2 separate regions of the Mus musculus genome follow, and region 1 is linked to region 2. Evidence: chromatin contacts called from public promoter capture Hi-C data. All regions are on one chromosome and are shown on one strand. Each heading gives the region's core, a stretch centred on a gene start, on an enhancer-like site or on the middle of the called end of the contact. The rest is flanking DNA. Distances are from core to core; before and after follow the strand shown.

Evidence for each region. Promoter capture Hi-C pulls out the DNA fragments that hold promoters and counts their contacts.
Region 1: a promoter capture Hi-C map of liver shows a contact between it and region 2, with 2.3 times the contacts expected there. The contact joins the promoter of Mtus1 here to the enhancer-like site in region 2. A contact is called at or near these places in 6 of 39 promoter capture datasets (the 3T3-L1 cell line, 3T3-L1-derived adipocytes, cranial neural crest and 2 more), 3 of 115 datasets of contacts at active chromatin or transcription factors (bone marrow-derived macrophages, embryonic stem cells and pancreatic cancer cells) and 1 of 9 other capture datasets (adipose tissue).

What each region holds. Positions count from the first base shown.
Region 1 is chr8:41,131,165-41,136,673 of GRCm38.p6, forward strand. It overlaps Mtus1 (mitochondrial tumor suppressor 1), which reads right to left and starts at 2,562. Exons shown (of 14, transcript NM_001005863.2): 1 at 2,317-2,562.
Region 2 is chr8:40,583,154-40,589,477 of GRCm38.p6, forward strand. Mtmr7 (myotubularin related protein 7) reads right to left here. Exons shown (of 14, transcript NM_001040699.1): 6 at 3,895-4,029. Among named protein-coding and RNA genes, the nearest start is that of Mtmr7, 48 kb to the right of the region's middle. Within about 2 kb of position 1,953, at least 104 of the 459 cell types and tissues checked have an H3K27ac peak or open chromatin away from gene starts, as enhancers often do. A contact at or near this core is called in bone marrow-derived macrophages, liver and pancreatic cancer cells, where this site is marked.

The DNA.
Region 1 (5,509 bases), core at 1,312-3,811, 550 kb after region 2:
CATTTTGGGAAAAACCAACATGTTTGACAACACTGAAGTACACTTCTGGAAGTCAACACATCTATAAATGTGTTTACAGGGCAAACACAAATTGAGAAAAATATTTGCAGTATGAACAGATGTATGCCAACCCAACGGCCTGGAGGAGGTTTTTATAAGTAGAAAAATGCCAATATCCCAAGAGGAAAATGTGATGCTACACTGAAATAAAAGGAAAACTATCCCGATGTAGTAGCACATGCCTTTAATCCCAGCACTTGGGAGGCAGAGGCAAGCAGATCTCTGAGTTCAAGGCCAGCCTGGTTTACAGGACAAATTTGAAGATAGTCAAGGCTACACAAAGAAACCCTGTCTCAAAATGAAAAGAAAACAAGAAAAGGAACTAGAAACCCATGTGGGGTACTTGATAACATTTGCAATCCTAGAAATGGAAACATAAATACCAAGATTGCACTCTTCACCTATAAAGCTGGCAATACTACTTCCTTTTAAGGGTGTTAGAAAGACGGTAACACAAGAGCCAGTTCTGGTCTGCTTAGTTTGACTAAGGCGTTTTGGAGACCAAAGTTCAATATTTTTAAAAGAAACTTTTGCACCACTAATTGTGATTTCCAAGGACTTTATCCTAAGGAAACCTACCTTGCAGACAAAATTTTAAAAGCGATTAAGGGTTGCAATAGCATATTTAATTACAGTAACTGAAAATGAAAAGATCAGCTTGTAAAACAAGGTTAAGTAAATCGACACGTGTATAGAATATAATGTGTAACACTTATTAAGATTTTGAAGGCTTTATATAATGGGGGAATTTTCATTATAGTTTACAAAGGGGAGAAAAAGAGAAATGGTGGGATTGACTCTTATTTTCCTGAATGTATCAAACTGTATACATCAGCGGTCCATTCCGGTTGAAATCAGAGCTCTCAGGGTTACTAATCAACATGCTTCTTAAAAGCTTAATTCTTGTAACTCTAGTTTCCAAAAAGTCTACAAGAAATTTATCCAGAATTTCACAATCCTAGCTAAACCCTACAAAAATTATCCTTGAATTCCTAACGGTTAATTAAAAGGTACAGACCTCTCCCAAACACAATTTGTTTCCCACATAAATCTAGTTTTTAAAAGGAACAGGTGAGGGGCTGGGGCAGCTATCAATGATAATCCAGGTGTTTGGTATATACAAAACTCTTCGCTCCATCCATTGAACAAGGGGGTGGGTCACGGGGGGGGGGGGCCGGGGCAGTGGAGAGAGGGTTCAGGTGAAGATCGATACAACATTTTAAAAGTATTTTAAACTAAATTCTATGCCTTTTTTAAAAAAACAGGGCAGGAACAGGTTTTCTTGCATAACTTTTCTTATCGATACAGTTCTTGAGAAATAAATCTGTAAACAAGAAGTTTAAACACACCCACACAACAGAGTACAGATTGCCCTAAAGGGATTGCTGGAGAGAACGGGGATGAACTATTTAAACTGATAACCTATTTGTAAAACATTCCTTACAGAGGTCATATGTTTAGCGGGGGCCCGACCCCACCTCTTTTTTGCCCTCCCACAAGTTGTCTCCGGATCCCCGGAATCCACTCCCACCCCCACCGCGCTGTGATTTGATACCTTGATTGAACTCCAATCACCTGGCAGAACATGAAAGCTCGCTTTCCTCCTGTTTTGCCTAAGACTCTGGTTTTAAGACAAACAAAATACACTGGATTTCCTCTGGTAGAACACAAGACAATTTAAAAGTAGCATTTTGCAGAGTGAGTGCCAGTATGCAAGCTATGTTTACAATTCAATGTGTCACTTTTACAAGTGAAAAGTGAACAGATCACCCTAGTTGGGGGGGGGGGCGCAAAGACTTCGCGGAAATTCGAGCTAAGTCCTCTATTGAGTAATCAATACGGCGACCCTCAACGTGGGCTTTCCCTTAGAGTTTGTAAGAACCCGCAGGCTGCAGGGAGTAAAACCCGCATGAGGACCTGGGGAACTGCACTAATTCCCTTTCTCCCATATTTTCTGCCCTGACTGCTTAGTGGGAATGGACCCCGGCAAGTCGCCCAGCCGGAAGCCTGAGGCTGCCAGGTCCAGAGCCAGAATCCAGCGCTTGGTGGGCGGCTTTCCACCGAGGATGCAAACTTGACAGTTGTCCTTTATCCACAATAAACCCACCGCCTCGGTCACTTTCAAGGTGACAGCAACTGCAGCCCGCTGTCCTGCAGGAGCCCCGCGGGTCCCACGTGAGCTCAGCCTCCCCACTCCTCCTACTTTGAAACCCACTAGGACACCCGCCCCCCTCCCCGGAAAGCCAGTCCGGTCACCGTGAGTGCGTTGCAGTCGCCGCTCCCCAGCTCCTCGTTCTCCGGAGGTCCCCACCGCGGCCGGGATGGGCGACGGAATGGGATCCACTCCGCGCTTGCCCGCAGAGCCGGGGAGCCAGCCCTGGGGGGAGCCACGGCGTTCTGCACCCTCGGCGGGTCCTGCCTTGGAGACGTCTGTACCTGGGGCTTGCAGATCGACCCCAACCCGCACCAGCACCCTGGCGGCCAGGCGGGAACCGGGAACCCGGAGCCCGGGCGTCCCAGCCTCCCCGCCCCGGGCCGCCAGGGGGAGGAGCGAAGGCGGAGGATCCTGGGCTGGGTGGCCTCGCCCCTCGCCCGCGGCGGCTCCTAGAGCCCAGACAAAGGCCAGGTTGCGGGGGGGAGAGGGGGGCAGAAGGGGCAGTGCCCCCCAAAAAAACTAACCTGAGAGACGAGCAGGGGTTCCTTGAGGCACGATGACTCCCGCGGAGCTCCACTACGGTCGCCAGCCGGGTCGGGCTCCCTGGCTAAACGTCAACATAAGCCACAAGCCCCGGGCGTACGTCCTGGATCGCGCTGCACCTGTTGCCACGTGTGTCGCAAAGCCACCGCTGCTGACTGCGCGCTTGGCTGGCTGTCCCGCGCGACCCCAAACCATTCACGTCCTGGTGGGAAAGCTAAGCTCTGCCAAGCCCAACTTTGGGGCCCCAGGACCGTCGGACAGGCTAGCTAGCCAGAGGGAGGATTGGCTCCTCCTGGGTCCCCTCGCAGCCAGAATTCCCTGTCCCGCGAAGGGCTTTGGAGTTGGGAGGTGGGGAAGTTGCAGGCTTATCAGCGTAAGGGTTTATAAGGAAGCAGCACTGATTGTTCTCGGAGAGTCCCACCTGCGCCCTATATTGTCTTCAGACTTCCGAGCAGATTACTAGCGAGCACCTATTAAAGATTAAAGAAACCAGCACTCCGACTGTTAGAAGTTCAGATGGGGGTGGGGTTGGGGTAGTGGGAGAAGCTAGGAAGAGAAGCTAGGTCTGGCCACTTGAAAGCCAAAGTCCTTGTTCTTGAATCAAACTGAGGAAATTTCAGCCTCCACTAAGCATATTTTAATATAAGGTTTTTTCCCTAAAGATTGATAGCCTGCTTGTAACAGATAAAAACATTCCTGAACATGTCAGACAACCCAGAACTCTAAGTTTAATGTATGCATGTGTGTATACATATATAAAACTACGTGGCCTGGGATTGCTGAAAAAGCATTTTCAGTACATTTCTTGGAGCGCAGAGGCGGGGGACGGGGGTGGGGGTGAGGGAGCAGAAGCAGCATTTCAGAGGTTGCCTATACCACGAATGCTGGATGATCTAATAGCTTTGCTGTTTATAGCTTTAAGTGCTTTCACGTGAACAATGATCCATTCTTCGCTCACAAGTAGACCCTGCTGTAAATAGGTTAGATTATTATCTCTATTATTTGAGTGAGGCAACCGAAGCTCAGAAAAGCCAAGTGACTTGCACATGGTCACACTGTGAGGGCAGCCAAGGCAGGCACAAACCCAGCCGAGCAGGCCCGACTCCCCCTTTTTTTCCCTCCATATTCCAGTAGATAACACCTCTTGCTTATCTTTGAAATCCCTGTCGTAATATCAACTCTGTCTGACGTTAGGAAAAAAATCATGTGACTAGTTTTAAAGTGGCACAGCATTAAAAACCATCGGACAATTCTCCCTTGAGCAAAAGGCACCCAACAAAACAAAACCAAAAAAAAAAAAAAGCCCCGGATGTTTTTTTCTGGCAAGTCATGAGATAATTATGCTAATTAGCAACATGCTTCCTCCCTAAGGAAAATCCTCCTTGTGTTAAACATATTATTTAAGCCTTTATAAGCCACGTGCCCCCGATGATTTGGCCCAATATAATCCACACACATCCAGATTCCCACCACCACTGCATTCCATTGTGCGACTTAGTTCTATGTATGAATATGGAATCAGTTTTACTTTTTATTTCTGTAAGATAAATTGAAAGAAGAAAACAAAATTTAAAAAAACAACCACTCACTGAAGTAATTGGAGATACGTCACAGTTTAGAGGCAGTCACGGTGCAGATGTGACTGTCACTTTTTTGAAGGTGTGGAAATCAGAACCTTAGCTTCTCATTGCATTCCCATAATCAGAAGTGATCTGGGGGCATCATCAGAGACTCTGTCCAGCCAAATGGTCATGAACTAAGGCCTATTGGCTTCTCTATCCCTCTTGGTTCTGGGCATATAGCCATGTTCCTGACCTCTGAACTTGAATGCTGACCTGCTCCAGAGTCCAGAATTAAGGATAAGAAGACAACTCTGCATAACTTCGTGGTGTTCTGTTCTAAAGAAAAGTTAGCATGTTTTATCCTCTGGGAGGAAAAATGAAAATTGAAGACTCTATTTAAAAATCCCTGTTTCACTTGGCAGAGTGTCAAAGATGAGAACATGCGATAGCCACCGGGCGTTGGTATAATGAGAAGAGAGGCAGTCAGAGTGCAGATGTAAACGTAACCTAGAGCGACTTCCATAGAGGGAAATTCAAAATCCTAACTGATTAAATAAAGATGCACAGGTTATTTTCACTAGAAACCCCTCAATGAGAGCTTATCTTATATTACCCTGCGGAACTTCCATGAGTATAAAGCCTTGTTTATGTCAGCCTTGTGTCTAGTAACAACATATTGAGAAACAACATACTGATTGATGAAGAACTCATTATAAGGAGTTTGTTTAAAAAAGAGTTATGGCATAATCATAAAACAAATCCTATGAGGACTTGAAAAAGAATGACACAGATCTTTTATTATTATAAAATAATCTAAGATACATCGTGTGCATATTTTTAAGTGCAAAACAATTATCTACTAGCATGTTGCCATTTCTATTAGGCAGAGAAAATCCATATACTTATATTGTATAGTATTTTATTCCTATAAACAAAATAATATGTAAAAATACACTTCCCAAATAAACTCCCCAAATAAACTTCAAGAAATTGATGTAGCTGGTTGTGTTTTAAAATGGAGTCCAGACACCAAAGGGTCAATTTTGAAGAGAAAGTTTTTATTTAATATAATTTCACATGTTCTACATTTTGATCCATGTTAATAGTAGACATTTTAAAGATGCTTCCCCCACTTGAGATCGGCCATAAAGAATGAACATGTTGGGGTGGTGAGATGGTTTACTGGTAA
Region 2 (6,324 bases), core at 703-3,202:
CCATAACCAATAAACACTTTCATGATATATCTTAAGGGATATATATGTTCTAATATTTTAAGGGGATTTTTTTTTTCTTCCAGAAATTACATATGCATGTTGCTCTCATGGAACTGTGTACTTTTAAAACGTTATGGCCTTACATAATTATTTTCAGGGCAGTTTCAGCTAAACCTCTGTAATGAACTTCATTAAATGCAACAAATCAACAGATCCAACGAGCCTGATGTTATATGAACTACACACTTATTCTGCATCTAAATTCAAGGTCCAGCCTTCTCATCAGCCCCGCCCCATCTCTTCTGAACATGTATAATACGTGATAAGCAAAGCACTCTTACTACTACAGTTCCTGCATATATAACATATGCTCACACTTTAAATCACTTAGGAGTTACAATGGGAGAAACGGCAGGCAGTTTTCCTTAAAAGCAAGTAGGAGAAAACCTCTTCAAAGTCAGTCTGTAATTCACATAACAAACACAAGGTGGCGATATTTAATCTATCATACAAACTATTTTTTAGGAGCTCTACTTATTTAATGTGGCAAAAGCTGAACTTTCAAAGCAGAAACACAGGTTTAGAAATAATAAACACCCAAAAAAGATATTCCAGACTGAGACAGACAGACAGACAGACAGACAGACAGCTACCTTTAGGAGAACTGGGCCAAAGCCTAGCACAGGTGTCAAAGAGTGCTCTTTCTTCTCCTCACTAACTTAACTGTGGCACACTCTTGGAAATACTAGATGATTTTATTGCCTACAGGTATGACCTACAAATAAGCTTCTCAAAATGTCCCCTTCGCCATCCAGGGACATCTTTCACGTATTTAAGAGTACAGGATGAAATCTTGATCCAGGCTAATTTAAATTTTCAACCCATATATGATGCAAAACGGTCTCTTTCCCTGGGTACAGGCTCCGTGAGGTGATGAGGGCTCTCCCTTCCCGTGGCTTCTAACAGGCTCGCCTGCTCTGTGTAGTTGGTAGAAGGGACCATGTGGAAGAGATGCAGTTAGATAAACAGCTCTTTGCAAAGCTAGGCAATGTCAGTTGTCTTACTGGTTGACAGTGCTTCTGATTGCTAATAACTGGCTGTCTCTGCCTTCTCCGCATAGGCATCCAAAGGGTGACTTTCCTAAGGCACACAGTATAGGCTCCTAGAAGTACTGTGCCACCTTTCACTCGCATACGAGATCCACTGTGGCCTGAGCCTAGACCAGCAGCCATTGCCAGCTACATTAGCCCCAGGTCCCTCTCCGGGGGCCTCCATGATAGGTAAGCTGTGTTAGCAAGGTTTTATCAAGTTTGTTAAGGTCCAAATTAAGCCAAAGGATATTTGTCCATCCTTGCACTTACAAAGAACAGGACTGAAGACTCTCCCCTCACCTGCTACAAAACACAAATGTCTCTCTCCCACTCTCTTTCCTCTGTCAATGGCCACCTTCAAACTTTATGCATATAACCAGGAAATAAGATCCCAGGTTCCCACTTTTCAGGTACCCTGAACTTCATAGCTGTATCTTGAAGATGTCTCCTGCATGGGACCCAGTGAATAGACATTACCTCATTACCAAGAAAGAGAGAAATACCCTATGACTTCCTGTTAGACAATGAAACAACCCCTGGCGCCGTGACACTAAGGCCACAACCACAAAGCAGTCCATGGAGCTGAGGCATGTCACAGGGCCGGTCACCACAGAAGCAGGTGACTGACTCAACCTTGCCCCTGCCTTTAGGACTCACACTTCCTCCATAGCTTAGACAGATGACAGCCTTAACTTCAGGACTCATACTTCCTCCATAGCTGGTAGGCAGGCACACAGCTTAGAGCCCTCCTGCTCCACTGGCTTGAGGTGACTTTGGCTCAGCCTGGAGCTGGGTGTGTGATCAACTTAGGTGTCAACCCTCTAGAGTCTGGAAGCGGGGACAAGGGTCCCCTAGAGATGTTCTGGGAAACAGAAACAAAAAAGCCACTGGCTTTGATGTCAAATAAGCTTGTATTTAACTGAATGTGGCCTTGGGTCTAAACCGTGTGGTCTCAGTGAATTACCTAACCTCTTTAAAGCTAAGTCCAGGAAAAGACAAGAAGCCTCCCAATCTGCAGAATTCTTCCAAGAGTGAAATGAGAACGTGCTGAACATTTTTGCAAGCTCAACAGAATGCCAGCATATCTGACAGAAGAGGCTGAAGTACAGAGACACGGTCCTTGTCTTAGACCTCCACAAATACCGTTCTGACTCAATTCCATGTGTTAATGTACCAATCTCTAGCAACAGCTGAGACCAAGGAGACTTTTCTCAGTACATACTTAAGGCTTTCACTGCCTCTGCGGCCCATCACTGTCCCATCAGTGAACAAACAATTCAAAAGGCTTTCATCTGGGTGGGTGGCTTGGGAAGCCCTTGTGTGGACTTAACCCCGCTCAGAGACCAAGGATCAGGACCCTGGGAGCTGCCTCCCAAGCCTTTGTCTTTATTATTATTATTATTATTATTAATTATTATTATTATTATTATTATTATTATTATTATTATTATACTAGGAAATAAAGCTGGATGCAGAAGGCAAGGACTGAGGACAACCTGCATGCCGCCATGCAACCCTTCTGTGGCAAACATCTGCATACTTTCCTGGTGGCCTAGGAAAACTACCGCACCTGAGGGGTGGGAATCAACCAACGTGGTCATGAAAAAAAAGAAGAAAGGAAGGAGGGGAAGACAGGGAGAGAGGAAAAGAGAGAGGGAGGGAGAAAGAGAGGGATAGAAGAAAAGAGAGAGGGAGAAAGAGAAAAGAGGGAGAGAAAAGAGGGGGAGAGAGGAGGGGAACACAAAGCTTGAAGCAGTTTTTACAAGCCACATCTTTGCACCTGAGAAGAGAGCACCCAACTTTCTTTATCTACTGGATCAGAGTCAACTTCTTACCACTTAACAATAAACAAAGTGAGTACTAAATATACCCTTCAAACTGAATCCTTAGGACTAAGAAGGTGGCTTTAAATACAGACAAGGCCTGGTCCTGTGGCTGCCACGTTCTAATAAGGACTTACACTACAGGGACCTAACTTGGATCACTGGCTCTTAGGAGGTCAATCTGTTTATCCCTGTTTAAAGCTGGAAAAGTAGGGTAGGAAAAGGATTTCCAGTCTCCACTCAGTAAAGCCCTGAAGCCTGAGTTTGTCTGCAAAATGTCCTCTGAGAAGCACATAACTTATCAGAAAATACAGAACAGCTCTACCGTACACAAAAGATACAGGGCGCGGGGAGGAGGGCAGTCAGGGTTGGAGAAAGGGGTTTGCACCTGATTCAGACAGAGGCAGAAACTGACAGGCAACAGAAGTTAATCTGTCACATCTTTCAAGGGCAGACCTTCTTCCAGTCCTTCACCCCTGGATCAGAGATTTGATCTATGTTGTGCAATGAAAGCTTACTAGAAAGTCAGGGCCCATTATGTATGATGTGAAGACTATGTCTATAAACATCTACAACTGACTATGCCACGAAGCTCTTACTCTTAATGGCTTTCATTTTAAACTGACTTGACCAACTAAGCTATTTTTCCTCTGTCATATTTTTATTCCCTTGTAACCTGTTTTGAATAGCACCGCTGACATTTAATCCACAGCCAAACTACTTGCAAACCTAAACAGTAAGCCATTTACTGTGTGACCGGCACAATGGTAAAAACCGGAAACAGAAATGTACTCAGCACACTCAGCCCCTTCAGGAGCTGAGATGCAGCAGAGAGCAGCCCTTTGGTGGCCCCATGGTCTGATCAGACCAGGAACAACCCTCTACAGATAAGGCAAAGGGTTGCTACCAGTCAAGCTTTGGTTCCTTCCGGCCTCAGGACTCAGGGCTGCAGAGACACGTATGAAAATGGTGACACTTACTTTAGGCCTTGTGTCCACGACATAAATGAAGTCACTTCCAGGATTGGCTTTCCTGATGGCTTGGAGCATCTGCTCATCCTCCAGGCACCGAGCGCTGAAGCCGGAAAGGGGCTGGCTGCTCCTGCAGATGGAGGCCTGCGGGGAGAGGCCACAGCAACACAGAACTGTCAGAGACACTGTGGGAGCATCCCCAGGAAGAGGCGCCTGTGGTTAGCCTGCACTCCACACCAACATGGGAAAATGGTATTGGATTTTATGGAAATCAAGATAGGTTTACTTTTAACCCAAGCTGAAGAGCTTGCTACCTGGGTAAGCTTTCTGTGTAAGGTATTAGGAATGTGTGGAAATGTTTAAGTAGGATCCATACCATGAATTTAAAACTTTTTAAGCAACCTACTTTCCTTTTTAGTAATAATGTTTTTCACTGCTGAAAGCAGAATAATCACTTTCCTGAAACTTACAAGGCACTATTAGTGGAAAGACTAGGGAAACAATTTTAGTGCTTATTTGGTGCTTATTGTCTTTTTTTTTTTTAATATACTAGTCTATTTAAAAGAATCATGAGTACCCAAATCAAATCTAAAGGTCACATTTTCACAGTAATAAAAGCCCAGGCTACTGCTAGGTTTGCCCAGTAGGGATGTTTAGGGGTCTCTTCAGACCCCATCTCAGCACACCCCACCATTTCCCTGACCCTCGTTTCCAACACCATACAAACATCTTTCCGTCTGTCTTTCCAGTCACCAGGTCCTAGGCCGGTGGGTTTAGTCAGCTATAGCTTTCCACAACCACGGATCAAAAGTATTCAACTAAAAGGACTGACTCTGAATCGACTTTCTGTCGCCTTTCCCTAAATATCCCACCATAGCAAGTATTTACCTTGGTTGGGCATCTGAAACAATCAGGAGCTGATGTACAGTATGCAGGAGGGTGTGAGCAGAGTGCATGCAAACATTACCACTTTAGGTGAGGGACGAGCCCATGCAGGGACACTGGTGAGCTCTAGAACCCATCCCCACAGACAGCATGGACAGCTTGATGCTTCGGAAAATGTGTCTTAACAGACTAGAAATCATCTATGAGTCCAAGCCCCCTGCCCCCGCCCCACTGGGAATTCATGATGTGAAGCTAGGAGACCATGTTGGACACAATTTAAAGTAAAGTGACTTTTAAAACTGCTAGCATGGTAACAGAGAGCAAAGGATTAAGTGACTCTCAGTAAAAACCATACCCAGAATGCTATTCATAAGTGAAAGTCTCTAAGCATGACCTATAAAGTGGTTTGACATCAGAGGGAGTTAAGGGAGGGGGCGGAACAAGGCCCACATACAACAACTGGCTTAAAATTAATATTATAGGGTACCCTGACACCTGGTAAAACCAAGAAGCCCCTGGTTTTTGTGTAAGCTTGATGCAAGCATCTACGTCACATAAGTGTTCTGCTCGCTTAAGTATGGGGCCTCAGTTCCCCACCAGTCTACAGTTACAACACATCAGCAAACGTCCTGCAGGGACAGGATGACCTCCCTGTCATGACACTGCAAGGCCTGACTCCCAGAGCCTCCTCTTCCACTGTTCCCAGGTCAACCTCATGGTCCGTTATCCAGCAGATGGGGTGTATGAGCGATGAGAGCGTGGGAAGCCAACAAGCCACCTCACCCAACTTTCCCTCAGCCACAGAAGTCCACACTCAGCCGTGGTACTTCCTTAAGGACAAGCTTGCCCAGAAGCACTCAGACATTTGGACATGATGCTGCATTCCAAATATCGTTATAAAACACAAAAATGACTACTATTCCACCCTGAAACCAGACTGTACAGAGATGTGAAAATGGGAGCCCAAGTGTCACACAGCCGCTGTCTCCAGAGTGACAACATGACAAAGAGATGCTTGGAAACATGTCTATGTGATACCACGCAAGAACAGCTAAAGCTCGGTGCAGAGGACCACTAACGCTGCAATATATCCAGTTGCGGGACAAGTTCACCCTCAGATCTGAAACTCATCATGAAGAACGTTAGAGCAAGGCCCACCTCTGAGGCCTACCTCCTGAAGATCCGATCCAGTCTGATGTACTACACCTCTGCCCTTAACAATATTCATACCAACAAAGAACGGTTCACTTTTCTCTGAAAAGGAAGTAGCATAACACCTGGGCTCACTGTTTAAATACACCCCTCCATCCTACTGCTGAAAGGAGAAGTGATCCTCTCCCCTCATCTAAATCCCACCCCTATCTCACCTCATCAATGAACCACAAAGTCTGAATGTTACTGGCATCCCAGCTTAAAGTATAACAACACAGAATCTCATAACCTTACTAATTCTATTTTTAAAAAGGGGGAGTCACCCTTTGCTCAAAACACTGTTCCATTCCTGTGTGGCCTCAAACATACTTGGAGTTGAATAACACAGATAAAAGTGGACGT